Linked DNA regions of Mus musculus: region 1 is linked to region 2. The links are chromatin contacts, called in public HiChIP or PLAC-seq maps. All regions are on one chromosome and are shown on one strand. Each heading gives the region's core, a stretch centred on a gene start, on an enhancer-like site or on the middle of the called end of the contact. The rest is flanking DNA. Distances are from core to core; before and after follow the strand shown.

What was found. HiChIP or PLAC-seq counts read pairs in DNA pulled down with a chosen protein or histone mark.
Region 1: a contact with region 2 is called in an H3K27ac HiChIP or PLAC-seq map of heart atrium, with 5 read pairs. The contact joins two enhancer-like sites. A contact is called at or near these places in 4 of 39 promoter capture datasets (cranial neural crest, embryonic stem cells and pre-B cells), 16 of 484 Hi-C or Micro-C datasets (CD4 T cells, CD8 T cells, the HL-1 cell line and 10 more), 4 of 115 datasets of contacts at active chromatin or transcription factors (the SCID.adh cell line, cardiomyocytes, embryonic stem cells and 1 more) and 2 of 9 other capture datasets (adipose tissue and liver).

What each region holds. Positions count from the first base shown.
Region 1 is chr13:12,382,375-12,388,045 of GRCm38.p6, forward strand. No RefSeq gene overlaps it. Among named protein-coding and RNA genes, the nearest start is that of Heatr1, 10 kb to the right of the region's middle. Within about 2 kb of position 4,102, at least 5 of the 459 cell types and tissues checked have an H3K27ac peak or open chromatin away from gene starts, as enhancers often do. A contact at or near this core is called in heart atrium, where this site is marked.
Region 2 is chr13:12,318,479-12,324,386 of GRCm38.p6, forward strand. The region is part of intron 1 of Actn2 (actinin alpha 2); the gene reads right to left. It overlaps Gm40667 (a long non-coding RNA gene), which reads left to right. Exons shown (of 5, transcript XR_873138.3): 4 at 2,849-3,070; 5 at 4,286-5,010. Among named protein-coding and RNA genes, the nearest start is that of Gm40667, 12 kb to the left of the region's middle. Within about 2 kb of position 1,828, at least 10 of the 459 cell types and tissues checked have an H3K27ac peak or open chromatin away from gene starts, as enhancers often do. A contact at or near this core is called in heart atrium, where this site is marked.

The DNA.
Region 1 (5,671 bases), core at 2,852-5,351, 66 kb after region 2:
AGTGTCTGAACACAGCTACAGTGTACTTACATATAATAAAATAAATAAATCTATCTTTTAAACAAACAAAAAATAAGAAAAATTAATTTATTTATTTACTTTCTTACCTTTTAAAACAGAATCTCACTATGTAGCTTTAGCTGGCCTTGAATTCACAGAGATTTGAAGTGGAAATTTCTGGTTTCTTTGGAGACTCAGTTGTGTCATGTAATGTTTTTCTGGAAACTGTCTTATGAGAGGGTTTTTTGCTGAAGCAGACACGTGGGAGAATGTTTTACTGAGAACAGAAATGTGGTGTTTTCCTGGAAGCTGCCTGAAAAAAGGGTGTGTGCTCTTTTGCTAGGGAAGATGCTTGAGAGAACACATGATGTTTGGAAAGGGTGTAAATATAACCCAACAGACAGTGGCTGATACAGTGTGGCCTTGCCATACTTTGGTCTTCGCTGACGATGCTGTGGCATTGGTTCACCTTGCCTTCTTCAATGATCATTGTTTTGTCGTGACTGTGTAGAGAGAAACACCACCAAAGAGCTTCTGGTGGTGCTCCGGCAGCTTCTTGCCACTTTCTTGGACTCGGGGGGATTGGAAGAGCCTTTCGATTTCTTCTAGATTGAACAGCTATTGCCTGCAAGTGGATCAAGTTCACTGTGTGAACTGCTGCTATCCTGACAATGAAGACTGGAATAGCCTCAATGAACTATTTCTAAACAGGTCCACATCCTCCTCTGCCCTGTTTACCTTTCCTGTCCACTACCTCTGGTGGGTGGTGGGCTAGAAGGTAGGCTAAATCATTAAAGGGTTAAAGAACCCTTATTAAGTAGCTTTTGAAAAATAAAAGCCTACAGAGAGCTATAGAGACCTACTTGTCCCTGCTTCATCTGTGCTAGGATTAAAGCCATGCACCACCTTACCCAAATGAAGTGGCAATTTACAAAAATAAAAGTCCTTTCAGGGCTGGAGAGGTAGCTCAGAAGTTAAGAGCATGTATTGCTCTTGAAGAAGATCTGGGTTAGTTCCCAGCATCAACTGGAACAGCTTGCAGTTGCTTGCAACTCCAGCTCCCTGAGACAGGCTGGATGTGGGATCTGATGTCTCGAACCTTGGACACTAATACTCACATGCACACAGTGCACAGTCTTACCTCATGCACACACATAATTAAAAATAATATATGCTGGAGAGATGGTTCAGCAGGTAAGAACACTGATTGCTCTTCCAGAGGACCCCGGTTCAATTCCCAGCACCCACGTGGTGGCTTACTCTATAACTCCAAACCAGGGAATCTAATGACCTCCTCTGGCCTCTGAAGCCACCAGGTACCTCACATGATATGCACACAGGCTAAACACCCATGCACACAAAATAAATAACAAAACAAGCTTAACAATTTTGCCTGTACAATACTGTTTTTTTTTCTTTTTTCAGGAAGCTTCTCTGAGATACTGAATGTAAGATTTCCCAATGTTTAACATGTGCACACACATGTATGCATGCATGCATGCATGCACACAAGCACACCTAAACCCATAGCTTTGCACATGTTAGGCAAGCACTCTGTTACTGTGGTGTTTCCCATCCTGTCTTTAGCAGGATGCCATCCGCTCCCTGGCTCCTTATCCGTAGAAAACTGACCCCCAGCACTAAGAGCCTTCTTCAAAGGATGCAACTGTTCTCCTCAGAAAGACATGCCATTCACATATCGTGAGAAGAAAAATGCTCTATTGAAGTGCTGGTATGTTGTCTCTAGTAAGTTTCTTACATGTAGTTGTTTAAGGGGAAAAACTTAACAGTGCATATTAAGCTTTAAAATCTTAGAGGTTGATTTACAACAGAAAATGACACAATATACAAAAAGTTATTGATATGCTTGGATAACTTAGAAAAATACCTAAAGGCGTGGTGGCACACGCCTTTAATCCCAGCACTCCGGAGGCAGAGGCAGGCAGAATTCTGAGTTCGAGGCCAGCCTGGTCTACAAAGTGAGTTCCAGGACAGCCAGGGCTACACAGAGAAACCCTGTCTCAAAAAAAAAAAAAAAAAAGGAAGAAAAATACCTTTAATTGCTTTTGTTTAAAGTTATCAAACTACAGTTTTTGAAACACACACACACATGGTATGGTGGTACATACCATTAATCTCAGCACTTGGGGAAGCAGAGGCTGGTGGTTCTCTGTGAGTTCAAGGCCAGCCTTGCCTACATAGTGAGTTCTAGAACAGTCAGGGCTACATAGTAAAGCTTTGCCCCCATCCAAAAAAAGAAAAGAAATATGTATTTCTATTACCTATATTTATACTTAACAATATATAACTGTAGGTTTTTATTTTATGTGTATGAGCATTTTGTCTTTGTGGTGCGTGTGTGTGTGTGTGTGTGTGTGTGTGTGTGTGTGTGTGTGTACCACTTGTATGCCGGGAGCCTACAAAGGCCATAAGATCCCCTGTGTTGGATTCCCCTGGAACTAGAGTTACAGAAGGTTGTGAGCTGCTATGTGGCTTCTGGGAAACAAACCCAGATTCTGTGAAAAAGTAGCTAGTGCTCTTAACCACTGAGCCCTCTCTTCAACCCCTATAATTAAAAAAGAAAAAAAAGTCTGCCATCCCACACAATAGGATGATAATGGTCTGTTCCTGGCTCTGGAATGTCAGCTTGTTAAAGACTTCCAGAAATAGAATGAGTGCATTAACTGGAATGCACATATATCAAGTTCCAGACACATGTTTCCAAATTGTTTCCTAAAGGGTGGTAATGCCTAAAACATTATTGATATTGTCTTAAAATGTCTTTGTCAGGAACAAGGAATATTACTTTCAGTAATATTATTAAATAGTAAATAATAAATATCACTTATATACTTTATTTCTTTAACATTTTCTTTTTTCTTTTTCTGCTTTTTTGAGACAGGGTTTCTCTGTGTAGCCCTGGCTGTCTTGGAATTCACTCAGAATCCAGGTTGGCCTGGAATTCACAGAGATCTGTCCGCCTTTGCTTCCCTAGTACTGGGATTAAGGGTGTGTACCACCACTGTCAAGCTACTTAAACACTTTCTAGTTTAGTATGCACATGATATGTACAAAGATGCATATCTTTCACACCTGTTATGTGTGTTTGTGTGTATTCGAGAGTGTATGTGTGTGTGTATGAGTGTGAGTATATTGTGTGTATGTATGTGTGAGTGTATATGTGTGTGTATGTGACTGTGTATATGTGAGTTTGTATATATGTGTGTATGTGTGTGTATGAGTGTGTGTGAGTGTATGTGTGCATGTATGTGTGAGTGTATATGTGTGTATGTGTGTGTGAGTATATGTGTGTTTGTGTGAGTGTATATGTATGTGTGTATATGTGTGTATGTATTGTGTATGTGCGAGTGTATATGCATGTGTGTATTTGTGTGTTTGTGTGTGAGTGTGTATGTATGTGTGAGTGTATATGTTTGTGTGTATATGTGTGAGTGTGTGTGTGTGTGTGTAGGCCAGAGAGGAGATCCAGTGTCCTGCTATGTCATTCTGCCTTATTCCCTTGAGACAGGGTCTCTCACTGAATCTGGAGCTAGGCTGGCAGCCAGCAAGCCCCAGTGATTCTCCTGTCTACACTGACTCTGTCCTGGGTTACAGGCTTGAAAGACCATACACAGCTTTTTTTTTTTTTCCACATGGGTCCTGGGAATTTAGACTCAAGTCCTCTTATATACACAGTAAGCATTTTTTACCTACCAAACCATCTCCTCAGACCTGTACTCAACTTTTAAAGATATGCAATACAGATAAAATAAACCATTTATTATCTGTAGATTCTAGTCCTAAAATCTATGTCAGTTTTCAATATCGGAAGTGGCAAATATTCAACAAAATAAGCGTAGCATGAGGCAGAGAGAAGAGAAGAGACTTGGGCTACCCATACCGCTAATTTAATGAGTTTATAAGCAGATCACTGAATGCTTCTCAACAGCTGAGAACCACTAAACATTTTTTAAATCCTGTATCTCTCTAAATGGCATTTGAACATTGTTTTAGAAAATTTTTACAACATGTTCAGGGTTAATGAATCAGTATTTAGGCAACAGTATATACATTTCTAATTCTATGTTCCACATGGAAGACCAGGGAGAGGTACTTTAGTGTCACCTGCTGGTCTTCAGAAGTATAACAGGTGCTTCTTGTCAATTGTGTATTTCCAAATCCTTTTCTTGAAAAACAAACAACAAACTCAAAACTTAAAATATTTATTTTAAAAGTAAAATATTATGTGGGTGTGTTGAAAATGCCTTTAATCCCAGAACTCTAGAAATTGGGGCAGGAAGATCAAAAACTCAAGGCCAGCCTGGGCTACATAAGACAGGGGGGGTTGTTTTGTTAAATATTCCTAAAGTTGAGAAAGGATTTGTTTTGGCTTTTCCATTCAATTCTTTTTATTGATGTTCAGAAATTCACACAGCAACAAGCGATCAGAGCTATTAAAATGATATCCCTGGGCTTCATTGCTAAGATCTTGTTTAAACCACTGCTTCTAAGACCATGATATTTTGTTGATATATGAACCACTGTATTTTTTTTCCCCCGTTTTCAAGCACTTTTCAAAGTGCTTTCGAGTATGTGGCCAGATGTAGACGTTGCATTTTGAGTTTATTTTGCTGATGACATCCGTACCTCCTTTCCCCCGTCTGTCCTCCCCTCCCCTCCCTCATTCTTCTCTTTCCCCCCTCCCCTCCCCTCTTCCATCTCTTTTCCTTCCCTCACCCCTTCCCTTCCTTCATGTTCCCTCCTCTCCTTTCCCTTCCATTTCTCTCCCTTTCATTTCTTTTTAACAACAGTCTCGATGGGCAGTGGTGGCCTTCAATCCCAGCACTCTGGAGGGGAGGTAGAGACAGGCAGATCTCTGTGACAACCAAGGTTATATAGAGAAACCCTGTCTTGCTAATAAATCCAGTCTCGTGCACCCCAGGACGGCTTTGAACATTCTGTGTAGATGATGAAGTTCTTGAATTCCTGACCCCCTGCCTCCACCTTCAAGATGCTGGGATTACTGGCAAGTGTCACTGTGTCCAGCTAATCCCATTTCTTTTTTCAACAAAAGATAAACTTGGGTGGGTAATCAAGTGTCGGAGGCCAAGCCTGACAGCCTTCCTTCTGTGTCCTTGGCACTTGCAAACACTGTCGAGAGAGTGTTCACACATCCACACCCACACATACACCCATACAGACATACAGACATACACCCACCCACCCCCAGACACACACATATAATTTCCCCCTACAAACATATACTCACTCACACACACACACACACACACACACACACACACACACACACACACACACTCACAAACATACACACATATACATACATACATGCTGGGTGGTGGTGGCACACGCCTTTAATCCCAGCACTTGGGAGGCAGAGGCAGGTGGACTTCTGAGCTCGAGGCCAGCCTGGTATACAGAGTGAGTTCCAGGACATCCAGGAATACATAGAGAAACCCTATCTTGAAAACAAAAAACAAAACAAAACAAAGCAAAGCAAAACAAAACAAAAAAGCAATAATAAATCAAACCAAAAAAATCAACATACATACACACACATACACACAGATGAACACACATGCAGTCACACACATATACATAAATAAAAGTTTAAAAATAACTGGGTATGTGTTTCAGGGTTTTGGAAACA
Region 2 (5,908 bases), core at 578-3,077:
ATCCAGCTGAGTGTAGTGGCATTAATTCCAGCATTTGGAAGGCAGAGGTGGGGATCTCTTCAAGTTCAAGGCCAGTTTGTTCTAATAGCAATTCCAGCATTTGGAAGGCAGAGGTGGGGATCTCTTCAAGTTCAAGGCCAGTTTGTTCTAATAGCAAGTTCCAGGGCTGCCAAATCTACAGAGAGAGTCTCTCTCTCTCTCTCTCACACACACACACAAAAAATAAATACATAAATATCCAGACACTCCACCATCTTGGAAAATATTAAGGAAAGTGTTTCACTGGCTTCTATTTTATTCAAGAAGTCTCTGGTTCTAGAATGCACTCTCAATAGAGACAAAACATTAACCATGAGACTCAATAATCATACAACTGAGAAAAAAAGACCATGACTTCAAAGCTGTACACTTTTCTACTGTTCATAGAATCTTAAAATGTCACCAAAGCAGGATGCAGCTTAGTAGGAGGGTGCTTTAGTTTAGTTTAGAATGCACAGGGTCCTGGGTTTCATCCCTGGGGTGAAAAGAGGTAAATGAAAGCAAAGGATGTATAACATCAGGGACATTAACCCTAATGTCCCAATTATCATCAACCACCAAGATGCCCTGAAGTCCACTGAGACCCATGATGCTCTCGTAATTTACACAGCCAGGCATCCAGCTATATAGTAGGCAGCCATTCCATTCTCTGCCCACAAATCTCTGCTTATCTCCCAAGATCCTGTTAGACACTGTGGCGTGGGGAAGCACAGGTCAGCCACCCCTGACTGCCGAGTGAATTTCTCACTATAGCCTAAGCTACAGCGAGACCCTGTCTTATAAAAGAAAGAGGACGAAAGGAAGTCAGGGAGAGAAAGAGGGGGAAGGGAAGGAAGGATAGGAGGATGGATGGAGAGAATGAATGATTATTTGAATGTATGAATGTATGAATGAATGAATGAATATGAATCAAGCCACGTTAGACTCTTGCTCAGGTAGGGAAAGTTGTCTCAGAGAAGTGACCCCTAGCTGTGATTTAAGATTGCCTGAACCCAGGAGATATTCACCTCTGATATCAGACCCCCTAAGTCTTCAGGATAGAAATACCAACAAAGGTCTCGAGGGCTTCTAGAAGCCTGCCATCTTCATTCAAAAGCACTCAGGAGATGCTGGTGAAACCAACAGTGCAGAAAAGCAGGGCTTACTGATCTCAGCTGGGGTAGTCACTGGAGGATGGTGGCAGGTTACAACCATTTCTTGTTCAGGGTTTGTTTGTGACAGGGTCTCAGGCTGGTCTCAAATTCCCTAGGTACTCCAAACCTAACCCTTGACCTTCTTGCTTCCTCCACCTCCTGAGTGGGTGCTGGGATTTAAGTCAATCCCACGTCTAAAGTTCTGGAGCTCAAGGCCCCCTGCATGCAAAGCAAGCACTCTAACCGCCTGAGATATACCCCTAGCCCATGGTTCTTCTTTGAGACGAGTTTCTCTCTGTACTCCAGGCTCGCCTCAAATTTGCAGTCCTCTTGCCCCAGTTTGCCAATGCTTGGCTCACAGGCATGAGCTACCACCACGCCTGAAAATTTGTTCCTGATTATGATCTTACTCGGCAAACTTTCAAGGTGTAATAAAGTTGTTTTTTGTTTGTTTGGTTTGTCTGAATTAAAAATTGGTAAGAACATGTATCTGTACAAGTTCTACATTAAAAAAAATTATGCCAAGCTTAAATGCAGAATTACAGGCATTAAGAAAGAATATGTAAGCTGAGAGAGAGGAGAGAAGGAAGAGAGACGGGGAGAGGGAGAGAGCAAAAATAGCAGGCATCTCCACTGAATGGGGTCTGTAAAAATAGAATCCACTCATGGGTGATCAAGTGGGTAGGCTAGCCATGGCTCCCCAAGCACTTAGAAAGACAGTCTTATCCAGACCTGGCCTTAATCAGAAATTCTGAACTGAGAACTTGAGGCTTCAACTGCCAGATTCATGAGCCTGCCTTCTGTCTAACCCACAGGCTGCTCAAAAATTCAGAAATGCAAGTGCTAAGAAGTGTAGCAGGAGCTGCTGCTGCTCGGATTTTTCATAAAAGCCAAATCTAGCCTGGAGGAATGAGGACTTGAGCAATGACCTCTCTGATATGTAGGAATCTTCTTCAAAACAACCAGAAAAGGGGGGTAGGGAGAAGGTTCAACAGTTACAGCAGACATGACAGCAGTAAGAACTTGCCTGTCTAAGCTGGCCATGGTGAATCACACCTGTAATCAAAAAACTTAAGAGGCTGAGGCAGAGGACTGCCACTAGTTCAAGGCCAGTGAACATCTTTAACATGGATTCCCCCCCCCCAATATGGTTTTATTTAAGAACAGTCTTGCCGGGCATGGTGGTGCACACCTTTAATCCCAGCACAGGCAGATTTCTGAGTTCGAGGCCAGCCTGGTCTACAGAGTGAGTTCCAGGACAGCCATGACTATACAGAGAAACCCTGTCTTAACCCCCCCCCTCAAAAAAAAAAGAACAGTCTTGATTAATAGAGTCTTTCTTGTAAAGATGTGCAGACAGAAGCTAAACACTCACTACTCCAGTCTAAAGTACAATCCTTCTTTAAGATCTATTTTATTATTTGTGTGTCTGTGTCTGTGTGAGGATGTGTATGCATGCGGAGCTAGAATGGCCGGTGGTGCGAGCCAATCAACATGGACGCTGGAAACTGAACTTGGAACTTGGTCCTCTGCAAGAGCAAGTGCTCTTTACCCCTTGAGCCCTAATTTTAAAGATATGAGATGGATATATGTCCGGTTAATGTGTGTGGAGGGGTGTCTGTCAGAAGAGAATGTTGGGTGTCCCGCTCCATCTCTCTTTTCCTTGTTCCTTTCAGACACGGTCTTTCACTAAACTTGGAGCTAGGCTGACAGCCAGCAAGGCCCAGCAACCCTCCCATCTCCACCCCTACACATTGCTGGGGTTACAGGTGTGCAGTCAGAACTCAGCTTTCACATGGATGCCAGGGATTTGAACTTGGATCCTCATGCCTGCACATCAAGGGCTCTTAGCCAATGATCCACTTCCCCCAACTTAAACTTGATTGATTTTGATGAAGGTAAACAGCAATTAATACAGGAACAAGTCATCTACTGTTGATCTCACATCAAAGTACACCTCTTCTGTCCCACAAAGCCGATAACTCCTCAGTTATGGTTCTCTACATCCTTTTCCCATGTCAAACTTCCCCTTAAAAGACAACATGGCCAGGCATGGTGGTGCATGCCTGACATCCTGAAATAAAGGACAGAGGCTGGACAATTGGGAGTTCAAGGCCGAGTCTGGACTACACAGTGATTTCCAGGCTAGCCTGGGCTATACATGTGTTCTAGCCTATACAATGAGGCCAGTCTCAAAAAGCCAGGAGTAAGTGCAAGCTGGTCTGCGTCTCCATGTTCCCTCACTGCCTCATAAAGACCGTGCATTACTGTGAGGCTAAGCACTTTCCATCTGTTAATTTCCTCCCTGCTCAGGAGAATTCCCACAACACTGCTTCTCAGAAGTCCACTGTTCACACTCCTGAGGCTTGCTTTTCAGCCAGTATTGCTCATCTCTCTCTACCTGCCATCCCCACCATGGTGTTAAGCATCTCGTGAGAACAAATATGCTGGCTCGAAATGCATGCTCACTCAAGGAACCCCCTTAAAGTTCCCAAAACAACTTTTTAATTTTTTTATTATTTTTTTTATTTTATGGATATGAGTGTTTTGCCTGCCTGTATGTCTGTTCGTCTTGTATGTGCCCCATGTTCATGAAGGTCAGAAGAGGGAGTTAGATACAGTTGTGAACCACTATGTGGGTACTGGGAATTAAACCTGCGTCCTCTGAGAGAGCAGTCAGGATCTCAGTATGAAGCCCTCGGTGGCCCTGAACTCAAAGAGATCCATCCTCCTGCTCATGTGCCACCACACCTGGCTTCAAAACAGAATTTTAATTAGAAAAAAAAAAAAATCAGAGGCTGGTGACATAGCTCAGCAGGTAAAGGGGCTGGCCACCAAGCCTGACAACCTGAGTTTGGCTCCCAGGTCCCACATGGTAGAAGGAAAGAACTGACTCCTGAAAGTTATCCTCTGACCTCCATATGCTCGCCCGGGAACAAGTGTGCCTGCTTGCAAGTGCACGCACGCGCACGCACGTAAACACACAGACACACACACACACACACACACACACACACACACACACACAAAATAAATGAATAAGTAAGCATAAAAAAGCTATAAGCTCATATATGTATCATCTCTTCTGTGACTCCAGTGATTTTTTTTTTCAGTGCTGAGGACAGAATCCAGGACCCTGGCACGCCTAGGTAAAGTGTTCTGTCTCTGAGCCACACCCCAGCCCCATGAAGTCTCTATTCTAAAGAAGGGTCACAGGTGATCTTGGAGCAGCCTTTCCTTTTAACTGTCAAGTCCAACAATGAAGACAAGAACTGTGTATCCGTCCCCAACTATCTTACGGCTAGGAACGTATGTTAAACTAAGCAAAGCAAGCGTCTTCACCATGAAAAGTCCATTGCATGTTCTCTGTAAAAGCCTAAGGGGCTGGGGGTGTGGAGCTAGCACTGAGGGTCACAGGAAAACTACTGGGGCCTGGTCACACACGCTTTAGTGTTGGGTTCACCCATAAACCCAACTCAACTACTAGCTTGGTGTTTCGTGGGGTCACACCTGCCTTCCCATTCTGGCATGCGACGGGTGAAGAATTCCTCCAAGGACTTACTGGTAAACAACCATATTAAGGCTCCATCTGATCAATCCTGAGCTACGCTTCCCAAAATAGCTTGTTCCCTAAGAGCCCGGGAGCTGTGCATGACAAGCACCTCCCTGGCAGGGCAGGCCCAACTGTTGCTCAGTTTATTGTACTTAGCTCAGTCTCTTCCCCAGGATGAATGTGAAGCGAAAGAAAAGCACACTGATGTTCCCCCGCCCCTCTCAGCCCATCCAGCAACTGCGGAAACAGCTTGCACCACACAGACAACAAAATAAATATTCTTTAATTCAAGTTCACCATACTGTTACTATTTTGGGGGGGACCCAAATAAGTGGCTGTCTACACAGAGGGATGAAAGCGCTCATTTGGAAGGAAGCAGCTTTCTGGAATACAGCATATTGTCTGCGTTGCGGCCCCAAACCTCAGGCAGGTATAGACACAGCTTTCCTTACATATGGAGGGACGCTTACCATATGGCAAAAACACAGGGAAGTTGGGCATTTCCAGCATCCTGCTAACTCTGCCGCACAGCAGGTAGCCGGGCTGGGATTTCTTCACTAGGAAGGTTCCCTAAGGGATGGAAAGAAGGCTTGGAGATGAAGAGCACTGACTACTCTTCCAAGTCACCTGGGTTCAATCCCCAACACTCACAATTGTCTCAAAACAGTCTGTCGCTCCAGCTCCAGATCAACCTGATGGCTTCTTCTGGCCTTCACAGGCACCAGGTACACAACCTGCTGCACAGGCCTACATGTAGGCAAAACACCCTTACCCATTAAATATTTTACATTTTAATTTTAAAGAAAGTTTCCTAGAAACACTCATGGAAGTGCAGAATGAAGTTTCATGGCTTTAGCCATTTCAGACAATTCCACGCTGCAGTATAAAACAGATAAACACAGGCCCACGCACCATTGCTCACAGCAGTCTCTGAGAGACTGAGACAAATGTTTTCAGCTTCTCTCTGATGTGTGCGTTTTAACTTTTTCTTACCTTTGTGTTTAATGATGAACCCATTTTACTTATGCACGCACTTTGAAATATCTTAGAAAACTAACTTGGAGGGCCAGGAAGTTACTGGGCTCAGTGGGTAAAGATGCTTACCCCAAGCCTGTTGACCTGAGCTCAGTCCTTGAAACTCACATGGTGACGAGAACTGACTCCTACAAGCTGTCCTCTGACC